Linked DNA regions of Delphinus delphis: region 2 is linked to region 1. A link is a contact called in public Hi-C data. All regions are on one chromosome and are shown on one strand. Each heading gives the region's core, a stretch centred on a gene start, on an enhancer-like site or on the middle of the called end of the contact. The rest is flanking DNA. Distances are from core to core; before and after follow the strand shown. Region 1 holds the start of PPP1R21 (protein phosphatase 1 regulatory subunit 21). Region 2 holds the start of FBXO11 (F-box protein 11).

Region 1 (5,978 bases), core at 1,998-4,497:
CTGTGGAGGAAAGATTGCAGTTGGGCAAGGATGGAAGCTGCAAGGCCAGTGGGAGGCTTTTTGAGGCATCCAGACAAGAGATGGTAGCAATGGAGGTGGAAAATAGTGGACAGATTCGGGTCCTGCTAATGGATTGGCTTGGGAAGAAAATAGTGAATAACAGTCTTCTTTCTAAAAATGCAAGGCTACATAAATACATGTAGAATACAGTTATAAACTTAAAAAAAATCTAATAGATTAATTATATAAATCTGTATGTTGGATGTGACCATTTCCTCCTGTAAGATTGGGCAGCAGAGAAAACCAGAAGGGAAAAAACAACTATGAAGTGAAAACACAGAGGAGAGCAGGGGTCGGAAATGAGGTGTGAGCAGTAAAATGTTTCTGCTTCTCACCTGCACCCCACCCATCTCCTGGACCTTTCCCTTGGGTTATGAGAGAGACCCCTGTATACTTAGAGTAGCCCCACCCCCTTCCCTTTAAATAGCTCTAAAGGTATCTATTTCATGCAGGTACAAGTCCAAATAAATACCAAGGAACATAACATACCCTTTGGCATCCTTACCCCTAATCTAGGACTCATTCACCTTATTGTTTAAACTAAATAGTAAAGGGTTTACCACATGTGGGCACTAAACCTAACAGAGAAAATACAGCCTTCAGTGGAGGCAAAGGAGCTGGTTCTAGTATTGCTTCTGCCAGTGTCTTTCATGTGATTTTGGATAAGGTATGTCAGGGCTCTGGGCTTATTCTGTCATTCATCTGTCTTGCTGTGACTGAGATAGGCAAAGCATTAAGGCATGGCCAAAGGAAAAAGTTACAAAATTTCAAGCCCAGAATTCCCATTTTTTGTAGAGCTCCTTAAAGTTGCAAGTCTTCAGATTTTGTCTCACTGAGTACTCGTTACAAAACTGTAAACTTTGGAGCTAACTGCTCAGGAAAAACTCATGCGGAGGGAAGTTCTTTTCTTTCTTTTATTCCTTCCCTACCTTCTTTTAATTTCATTGTAGAGTGACATATATTTTCCCACTGGATTAAAAAAATAAATAACAAAGACAATATGTCATAATAAAAGGCCTATAAGTTGCCTTCTTTAATCCTTTCCTTATATCCACCGATATAAGCACTCTTCGTTGTCCATTATCTCAATAATCAAGTGTGGTGACCAGCCATGGGGATGTGAAACCAGGCCAGAGAAAATCTTTACTTAGTTATCTTAATGACTGTATGGGGAGGTATTGGTGGGGCTAGCTGGTCTCCCAATGTCACTGTAATAGCTGCTGCACATAGCAGGCTATTATGAAGTAGAACGTATGATTTCAAAGGACAGAGCTTCGAAGCTTGAAACAAGTGCTTGACTTTCAGTTGTATGTAAAGATAGAGAACATATGACTCTACCGCAACAGGAAATGATGTTCACTCAGAGACTGACAATAACATCTAAGTAACGCAATGTCATAACTGGTCATTAGCTGTACAACCATAGGAAGTTCCACAGGGTTCTCAGTCTATAGATTCCTAACTTTAATATATTCAGATTTATTAGTTGAGATCTGGAAACAATGCATCTGACAGAACAACCAGATTAAGCAGTGGAAACATAAATTTCTCAGTTCAGTAAAATAAACTTACACAGGCTCTATAGCCAAAGTTGCACATTCTTTCTTTGGAATGTTAGTTCTGAAATGACATTTTATTTTTAAATAATTGAAAATTCCATTACCTTACAAACCACAGAAATACACTTACAATATTTAATTCTGCCGCTTGGTGGTGCCATGGATAACTAATAATAATAATTAAAAAAAATTCTGCAAGTTTGCTGGACAGCAGGACTTGGCTATTAGCAAATTGAAAAATATAATGAACATTTTTAAAAGTCTGTAATCCTTTTACACTTTATAATGGCTGAAAAGTGCATATGGGCTCAGGCTTTCACTATAAAATCCCAGGCTTACTCATAGTGAAACAAGAAACCAGGATAGTTTTTTTAATCATGGAAATTTTCAAGCATTCTAAAATGCCAAAATAACTAACATCCCTGTCCCTATTACCTGGATAATCAATGTTAACATCCTGTCACATTTACTTGAAAAAAATTAAATGAAAATGAAGTTTATGCTCCTTTGTTCCTTTTCATTTCCCTTTCTTTTTTCTCACTAGAGGCAATCACAACCCAGAATTTGATGTGTATCCTTCCAGTTCTTGTTTCTCTATTTTTAGTACCTGTTCATGTGTCCATGAGCAGTATAAATGTTGCTTCATATTTTTTAAATGTATCTTTTCATGCTGTAGTATATACTGCAATTTGCTTCTTACATTTAACAGTGTTTTGTCATGTTGATATATACAGATATATGCAGATATATACAGATCTAGGTTATGAGTTTTAAACTGCTGTGTTGTAATTTATGGCAAACATATATTCTGAATTTATTTATTCATTCCTCTATGAACATTTCAATGTTGCAATAAATGCAATGCTTAGAATAGCTAACATATAATACGTCCTCAAAACATATTTAATGAATGAAGCGGCATAAAATGTTTCAGGCAGACTATTTTTTGCTTCAATCGTCCAGTTATTTGTCCTTAACGTCCACTCTCTCTGCCTGAGCGGCAGGGGTCATTCCCTGAAATTTCCTAAAGGTTTGTTTCCCAGTCCACTGAGAAAAGGCTCTGATGTAGTCCCCGTATGGTGGCAGGGGTGGGCGAATGGAGTGGGTAGAGAATGGACACAAAGACATCTCAGTGTCAAAATATAAGACAATGGAGGTTTGTCTGGTCTGGAGCAGGGGAGGGTGGCAGCAGCGAGCGTTATAAATTTGGGGGAGGTCTGAGAGTTTACAATGCAGGGCATGTCCGGGGCTACCATATCCGGAAAACGAGGTAGCGGAATACAGAGGTCTTTCTCTCAGTGCACCTTCTGAAAGACGTAACCATCAAACGCCAGACGGTTGCCATGGGAACCAGCGGGGTAGGGCGGTGTGTCCGGCCAGAATTCTTGATGCGCTTAGAATGTCTCTTCTTCCGGTCCTCGGTTCTTCACAACCACCGCCCCTCTCCACCGTCCCCCGCCCATTCTGTGGGCTCTCATTCTCTTCCCCTTTTCATTCTCTCCTTCCCTGTTCTAGGCCGCCATCTTGGACCATGCGTCAAGATGGCGCCCCCCAGTCCCAGAGGCAGAGCCCAGGAGCGCCGGGGAGCCTGCGCGCGCATGTGCTCGGGCGCGGAAGGGTGGGGGCCATGATGTCAAGACGTTGCCCCGCCCCCGGTGGTCGCTCCGCCCCCGGCCCCACTCCGCCTTCCTCTCACCGGGCGAACCCGGAAGTGGAGGAGGAGGTGCGGCGGTGGTGGCAGAGCGGGCAGGCTCTGGCGGAACCGTACCAGGCAGCGTGTCTGGGGTTGGGGGCGAGGGGGCGGGGCTGAGCGGCCTGGGCATCCTGGCCTGGACGGGGCGGGGGAGGCCATGGCCTCGGCAGAGTTGCAGGGGAAATACCAGAAGCTGGCTCAGGAGTATTCGAAGGTACCCGTCGTATGCGGGGAGTAGGGGGTCCCCGGCCCTGCGGCCTCGGGTTGCCTTGGCAGCGACTTGTCGGGACACAGGGGGACGGCGGAGGGGGGAACGTGAGCGCGCCCCTTCTCTCTCCTCCGCCTCTTCTGTCCACCATTACCGTGCCTTCACCTGCAGCTCTCAGGAGATGGGGCCGGGCGGTGTCTGGGTCCGTGTGCGTTTCTGCGGGAAGGAGCAGGAGTTTGATTCTTCCTTCTCACTGAACTAGCGGGCTTGGACTGGGATGTCAGAAATCCTGGTTTCCGCCTCTGGTGCTGGTCGGGAGGGGACGGGGAAAGGTGAGGACCATCCCTCTACGGCTGCTTCCTCAATTTTCCCAGCCCAGCAATGGGAAGGATCAAGTTTTCTCCTTTCCCACAGGGATGATATGAGGATAAAGAGATTTATCTGCCCCCAGTCAAGTCAGGAGTGTAAATAGAGTCATGCGTGTAAACTGCTTCACCAGAGATGGGTGGTTATGAATGGGTTCAGTGCTTTGGCAAGATGTTGTCTGAAAATGAGTTTGAAAGCTTGAGTGCTAGGGCTGTGTCCTTTTATCTCTCTGTTTCTTGGATCACCTGGACTGGGGAAGAGCACCCAGCAGGTGCTCAATACATGTTGAATTAAGCAAAGTAGGGACCTGTCCCTTTGTTGTATTTATGGCATCAGTATTTTAAACGATGGAACCCTTTTCTCGGAGAAGGGTGGTGCTGCTTTAATGGGTAGGGTGGTTCTGCCTCAAGAATATTCTAATGAAGTACTGAAAGCAGAATCTTACAGTTTTGGAAATTGATTCATTAGTCATTAAACTTCGTTTTCAATGATCTTGGTATTCATGGGAGCAACTGGAAGACTTAGTCCCTTTTTTACAGTTTGGAGAAACTGAGACACATTTTAAAATTTCATGTAACAAATATGCAGCAGGGCAAAATGAAATATTCTTTGAAAAATAAAACCTGTGCCTAAACATACACACGTAAGTCTTTTGACCGTCAAATGGGAGCCTTTTGGGATGCTACACTTATTCCATGGGTGCTACCATTGGCAAAACTTCTTGTGTTTCCATTTGAATTTGCCTTAAGGGCCTGTGGCATGATGTTAGTGATGGCAAGTTTTTATCCTTTGAAGGAATATTTTTTGTTTGAAAGGGCCAGAACTTATTTGGAACAAATCCATGTGATGAAGTGTGGTGGGTGGAGGATGACAGTACTCAAACTTGGCTCTACTATTTTTGGGTGAAAATGTTTCATGAGTATAAAGTAAGGGGACTGATTTTCTCTTCTGGAGAGTAAACAAGCTCACAAGGCAATTCCAAATGGCAGAAGAGTTTCCAGAAATATTTTGCACAGTGGTTGCATTGCTGAAATAATTGTATAGCCTCCCAGAAGTAATAAAAACTTTGAAAGATTTTATTATTTTGGATTTGTAAGCTCTTTTGTTCAGCAGACAATTAGTGCCACCTGTGAACAATCTGCCGGGCCCTGTTGAGTGAGGCAGAGTTCCACCTTAAGGAGAACCCTTTAATAGAATGTTCAACTGTTGTACATAATTATGATACAGGATGACAAGTGTTAGCTCAGTGGGAGCACAGAAGAAATGGCGGGTAAGGGTAGAAGTTACTTAGATTGGGGAGTAGGGAATAGGGAGGAAGGGATGGATGGTAGTACTCCAGGCAAAGGAGACAGTCTCTGTTTGCTGACATGAAGGCATGTTCAGATACACGACAGAGAGTGGTGAAATATGGTTGGAGGGATAATTTGGACCCGATCATGAAGGGTTGTGGTTGTCAAAAAGTTTGAACTTTGAGTAATGGAGAGACGTTAAAGGTTTTCGAACAGGAGAGTGACATTGCTTTTGGAAAGAAAACTGGTAGCTGTGTGGAGGATGGACTGAAATGGGGAAAGATTGGTGAAAAGAAGACCAGACTATAGGCTCTTTGAAGAATTTGCGGAGTGTAACGTAGGATTAAATAAAGTTTTGTGGCTGTTGAGATGGAGAGGGGGGCTTAGATTTAGGAATTATGGTTAAAAAATATGGTTTAGTTTACCTCTTCTCTGTGTGCCTGCTTTACGCATAGCAGCAACCTTATGAAGGATATAAAGGTGTCGAGGTAGTCATCCTTGTGTCTCATTCATTCTGTGGGACGTGAAGAGTGAGGGAAGACTGAGAGCTGACCCTGAAGGTGACCCATGGACTGCTCTGAGGGAACACCACTGCCACTGGCAGAGGAAGGTGGGCAGAAAGGTGAGCCAGTTTGGAGCGAAGTTTAGGTGCAATCATAGTATTTATGGTTGGAAGGTACATTGAAGCTATCTTATTCACATAGTAGCTTGAGATGATGTTGGGGTAATTGCTGAAAATTTCTAGTGGAGAGGGACTGGCTGAAAGTCAGGACAAAGGCCAAAGCTTTTGTAATAATTCCCAT
Region 2 (5,978 bases), core at 2,067-4,566, 430 kb before region 1:
AACACGGAGGCTGATTATTTCTCAATGTGGGGTGTAAGAAAATCTCCCCCAAGCAAGGCTTTGAAAAGTCCTCATAAGATTTCGCTCCATAAGGCTGTTTCTTTCTTCTTTAAACATTGGCCATTTACAAACATTCAAATACAAAGGAGGTGTCAAGGAAGTTTTTAGACTAATTAACATGAGGGCAAAGAAGCAACTAAAAACCAGTTCTGACAGAATTTTTGCTTGAAAAAATACACTATCCTATAACTTTTATTACTATAAAAGCCTTAAGTCCACCCTTTACATGAAATAAGTGATTCTTTTATATAGATTGAAATAACTTAAGTTGCCTTGAAACAGTCTCACTTCAATTCCCTACTTGGAAAGCTGTCTGATGCACTATTATGTAACTCTATCTAAGACTCTAATGCAAGAGTTACATATCCATTAAAAGTTAGTAAAAAGTAAAACATGCACACGCACAACATTAGCTGTAGTTCCTTCATTACCTTGTCAAAATTATGAAACCCAGCATATTTTCAAACAAACAAAAAACCTTTCCTATTTAAACCAGAAATAGTGACACTTTGCATACTCCATAAAACTGTTAAAATGAAAAGCATTCTTCTTGGCTACTAGCTTCTGATCATTATGAGAACTGTACATTTAAAATATAATCAAAATGCCAATTTTCAAAGAATGACATATGTTTTACATAAAACTAGCAAAATCTTTTTTATTTTAGTCTTTTAATTCATCTTAATGTTTCATTCATTTTGAGGCCATTTATTTGCCCTCCAAAAGACCCACAGCATTTTCCCTGAAGGCTAATCAGCAAGTTCTTTCCCCCTCTGTGCCAACATAGAATCTCCAGAACAGTTCCTACCAGCAGCAGCAAAGTAACAACCCTACAGTGAATATGATTTACCATTTGGTTGGGCACATACTGAAATTCTGATTCATGAACATCTTAGTCAGTTTATGGATATCAAAGAAAAGAAAAATGACACTCCAGCATGTGACTGCCAACTACCAAGTCACTTTACTTCAAAAGGAAATAGACTTTAGAAGCTAATAATTTCAAACAAATGAAGAAAAGTGACCAAGATATAAGGACCTCAACTAAGTTTGAAAATACACACAAATCGTGAAAAGGAGATTCAGAATTAACATTTAAAACTACACAATGAGACTAAGTTTGGCTGAAAGGATCTGATCCACTGTTAACGTAAATTAACAAATCAGTACATCTTGGAAAAGCTTACTTCTAGCAATAGAATCCGTATTATGATTTCAATCCAGTGTCACTGTTTTCTCAAAAAATATTCAACTCTATTACATATAGTACCAATTCTGGAAGGAGACTTGAATATTATTTGAATGGAACACAGGAGAACCCTGATATGCAAATGTAAAGGGAAATGTTGAAACTACAAATATTTTTAATTTACAAAAAAATTATAAATGTATCCAAGAATCATTAAAACACATTACCAATAATGTTGCACAAGACCTCTAACTGGCTTGAAACATCACATTCTTTCAAGCAACATATAGAAAACTGCTTTCACAAGGACTATCTGTAGCAGTGACTAGTGAAAACCCTTTAAACTATTTTTTCAGATTATCATCTCCCTCTTTCATTTGTTAAGTATTTTAATCAAGAACAATAAAACAATTTTTAAGGAAAGAATGTATAATTTTAAAAAAGCATTTAATCTTAATTCCCTTAATCAAAGGAGGTGTGACAACCAACGCACATAAAATTAACCTTAATCCGCCAACGAAAACACGCAAAATGTCTCCTAACAATTCTCCTCCTTAAAACAACCGTATACATAAATACGGTACTGACCTCCACCCCCACTGAGAGCAGCTAATAAAGAGAATAGTTGCATTTGGAGACCAAGGTGCAACACCCCACCTCCTGAACCTCCCCAAATAACCACATCTTCAAAGTAGAACTGAACATTATTTTTGCTAAAGCAAGAATCCAACCCTCCGGAGCCTCAGCCCTTAGACAATGGTGGTTACCAGACAGAGCTGCACAGTTGAGTCCAAATGACACATTTCACTAGGCCTTGGACACAACACACACACACACACACACACACACACACACATACACACACAGATATGCACACACACTCTCTCCCGAGGGGCCAGTTCTAAGGAAGGGGCGTTCAAATCCCACTGGGAGATGGAGGAGTAACACAGTGGCCTGGGGGTACGCCGGGGCGGGGGTACAGGCGAGAGGGGTGTAGATAGAGCGGAAGGGTAACTGCACTGCACACGAGGGAGGGGGCTGGAAATGGCCGATGGATTCTACATTTACTTAAAGGTCTTGCTTTAACGGGTCCTTCCCCGGGGTTCTGTAACTAAAGCCAAACTGCGCAGCAAACATCGTGGGGTTGGGAGAAGAGAAGCTGCTCCCCCTACCCCGTGACTTAGGGAGGGGGGCGGGGGGAAACAAGTTCCCCGGCCAACACCACCGACCACTCCGAGTCCCCCTCTCCCCTCCTCCACAGGAAGGGGGAGGCTAACAGAGAAAAGGGGGAAAAACAAGTTCCCCAGCCAGCCCCAACCACCCGATCACTCCCAGCCGCTCCCCCCACCTCCAATTAGAAACGGGAGACCAAACCGTGGAAGACTGCCGAGAAGGGGGAAATCCCACCCTTCGCTCTTCCCCCACCCACCAACAGACTCCTGCGGGGTCCGTGAGCGAGCCGAGAAGCCAGAAGGATGGGTGGGGGGAGAGGGTGCCAAGCCCCCGAAACCAAACAAAGCGCGGCCTGAGCGAGAGCCCGGGCGAGTCGGGAAGCCGCGGCTTTTCCTGCCGGCCGGGGCCCAAGCCGAGCTGACACTGCGGCACCGGGGGACCCGCCTCCGCTCAACCTCCGTCTCCCACCCCCGGGCGCACAGGCCGCCCCCGCCCCGGCTTCCCTTCCCGCGGGTCCCGGTCAGCCGGGCGTCCGACCCGGCGGGCGGCGGGGAGGGAGCGCGGCCTTACCCCGCTCGCCGGCGTTGTTCCGCTCCTGGGGCAGCGGCGGAGGCGGCGGTGGCGGCGGCGGAGGCTGCTGCTGCTGCTGCTGTTGCTGCGGCGGCGGCGGAGGCTGCTGCTGCGGCGGCTGCTGCTGGGGCGGCTGCGGCGGCGGCTGCTGCGGGGGTTGCTGCTGCTGCTGCTGTTGCTGCACCGGGCGCGGCCGCGACACTCGCCTGGGTCTCCGGTTGGCGGCTCGGACGGAGTTCATTTGCCGGGCTGAGGTGGCGGCGTCGGCGGAGGGACACACACACGCACACGCACCGCGAGCTCCGGGGCAGGAGAAGGGGGTGGGGAGAGGGGGGAGGAAGGAAAAGGGGTGAGAGGAAGGGGAGATGGTAAGGGCGGAGGAGCGAGCGAGACCCCGAGTCAAGAGAAAGGCCCGCGGAGACAGACAGAGACCGAGCGAGGCCCGGCGGGCGGGCCTGACGCACGGGGAAGGCCGAGGCCGCCGGGCGGGGCGGCGGCGAGGGACGGAGACAGAAAGACGGGCAGAGCGAGAGAAAGAAAGAAAGGGCGTCCGCCCGCCTGGGGATCCCGAGGCGAAGCGCGGCGTCGGCGGCTGAGGAGACAGACCCCGGTCCCGCCGACTCCCGAGCGGCGTCTCCGGCGGCGGGGGGAGTGGGCGGGCGGGTGAGGAAGGGAGAAGGAGGAGAAGAGAGGGAGAGAAGGGAGGGAGGGAGCAGGGGGCGCCCGGCTCTTTTTTTTTTTTTCCTCTTCCTCCCCCCCACACCCCCTGAAAGAGATTTCTGAGAGGAATTTTTTCTCTCTTTCTTCGGCCTCTTCTCTCTCCTCCCCCCCTTCTCTCCTCGGCGAAGGGGAAATGAGTGTGAAGGGAGGAGATAGGGGGAAAAAGAGGCGTCGTCGTAACTCCTCCTTAAAGGAGCCTTTCCTTCTCCTCCTCAGCCCCGTCGCCGCTGCTTCTGCTGCTGCTCCGTGGCAGGAGGAGCCATTGACACCGCCGGAGCCGCCACTCGCCCAGTCGGTCCCTCCCCGCCGCGGGGCTGGCTAGGGGCGCGGGGGAGGGCCGCGGGGCGTCGGGGGAGGGGCGAATGGGCGGGGAAGTCGAGGGGCGGGGATTCCGGTAAAGCAGCCAATGGAAGGCGCTTATACAACCTTCGGGCCAATGGGGCCTCTGCTCTTATCGCCAAGTCCCTTCCTTCAACGCCCTGTTTCCTCTCTCGGGTTTCCTCCCTCCCCAGCCAAGGAGGGGGGAAGGAGGAGAGGGGGAGTGTGGTGGGGCGGGTGATAATGGGGAGGTATCAGGGCATATAATAGAGCGGGGGTTGGGTGAAGAGAGCGCTAGTGCGTAGCGACGATTCTGGGAGAGGAGGTGCTCGGAGGAAAGGGCGGGGGCTGCTGATGTAATGGGGAGAAGTGATTAATCCTTCGGTTCGCCGTTTCAACCTCGGCACCCCCCGCCCCCCGCTCGATTTTTTAAAGCGGAAAAAAGTAGAGCGAGGTAGCCAATCTTTGTAACTTGGGTTTTTTGTGGTAGGTAGGTCCAAAGTCTGAGCTGTAGGGAGCGCTAGAGATTCTGTGCCCTTTAGTCAAGCTGAGGGTATTTGCAAACCTTGGAGATCCACTTTACCGAGCTTGGAGCTTGGTAACCGAAGTTTGGAGTCGGTTCCTAATCGTAGTCTAAGAGGAGTCACCTAAATCTTGAAAACGTTTTGGTCAATAGGCAATAGACCTTTGGTCAATTTACTTTGGAGACGTGGTCTGTATAATGTTTGGGGAAATAATATGTGAGAAAAGGAGAGAAGTAAATGTGTTGAGGTTGTGTTCAGTTTTCTTTTTTCTTTTTTTTTTTAGATCTCACAAACTCAGAAAAAGAAGAAACCCCAAGGGGAATTACCTTTTGTATCTGTATCTGGTCCCCTCAGCATAATCTCTCCCCAAGGAAAACGTGTTTTTATTCCCTAGCTGCTGTTGAGATGACTGAAAAAGTATCCTTTCTTAATTCTCTCCGCTCTCTTTTGTTTATCACTTTATGGAAATGATAAAACCGGCAGTTTAATGATTCTCTGATTTTCGACCTTTGGGTGATTTCTTTCTCGTTTGAGTTTGATCAGTTGCTGTCTTAGGTTTGAGATGGATGGCTAAGTGGTTACAAAGTACAATAAGGGAAGTAAGGGTGAGGGGGGAAAGTGTGTATTTTGGGAGTGGGGAGAGGGGCAGGGAGAGCCAGTATTATTGTGTAGGGTATTTGAGTTCCGGGTTTGATATGTGCCTCTAGGCAAAATACTTTACCTTTCTAGGTATCAGGGTCCCCTCACCTTTTAATAAGAATTTACTTTGGATTACGCAATCCTGTTTTCAATTTTTTTAATTCTGTAATTTTGAGATGAGCTCTCTTTGGTCCTGAAAATGGAGAAACTTAGATCTAAGTTTCCTTCTCAAGAAAAAGTTTGAGGAGGGAGACTTAGAAAACAACTGAAGAACTGCAGATTTTTATGGTTGTTAGCAAGGTGCAAATGGGTAAAATTTAGATTTGTTTCAAATAACTGTAGGGGAGGAAAGGAAAATTACATGCTATCATACATATTATAAGTGGATCCATAATTCTGATTTTTTCTAAAAATTTACTTTTTTTCCAGAAAGAATTTAGTAGTTCCTTATGTGTATCCATTGCTATGTAAGGTGCTATGGGAGATAGCAAAAAGTGAAATAAAATGCAAAATTTGGGGCTTGTTTGTATTTTGGTATGGCAGAGTTGATTTAGTTAATTCAGATGAAAGAAAGAAATGTACAAATGTATGTACAAAGAAAACATAGCTTATTTTCTGTAATTTTTATCCGTCTTGAGTCCCCACATTATCTGTTTTCTTTTATAGGTAGATGCTGAATCTTACAGATTTTATTTCCCCACCTCCCTCCCATTCCAAGATATATATGGGAGTCGAGGGATGCTGTATAAGGTATACATAGATGGAGTGTCTTTCACGTCTTCGGC

What was found. A called contact is a pair of places that touch in the nucleus more often than the background predicts.
Region 2: a Hi-C map of lung shows a contact between it and region 1, with 5 times the contacts expected there. The contact joins the promoter of FBXO11 here to the promoter of PPP1R21 in region 1. A contact is called at or near these places in 2 of 3 Hi-C or Micro-C datasets (lung and muscle).

Annotation. Positions count from the first base shown.
Region 1 is chr12:50,787,348-50,793,325 of mDelDel1.2, reverse strand. PPP1R21 (protein phosphatase 1 regulatory subunit 21) reads left to right here and starts at 3,247. Exons shown (of 22, transcript XM_060026652.1): 1 at 3,247-3,342. The coding sequence starts at 3,247.
Region 2 is chr12:51,214,048-51,220,025 of mDelDel1.2, reverse strand. FBXO11 (F-box protein 11) reads right to left here and starts at 3,316. Exons shown (of 23, transcript XM_060026668.1): 1 at 2,993-3,316. The coding sequence starts at 3,233.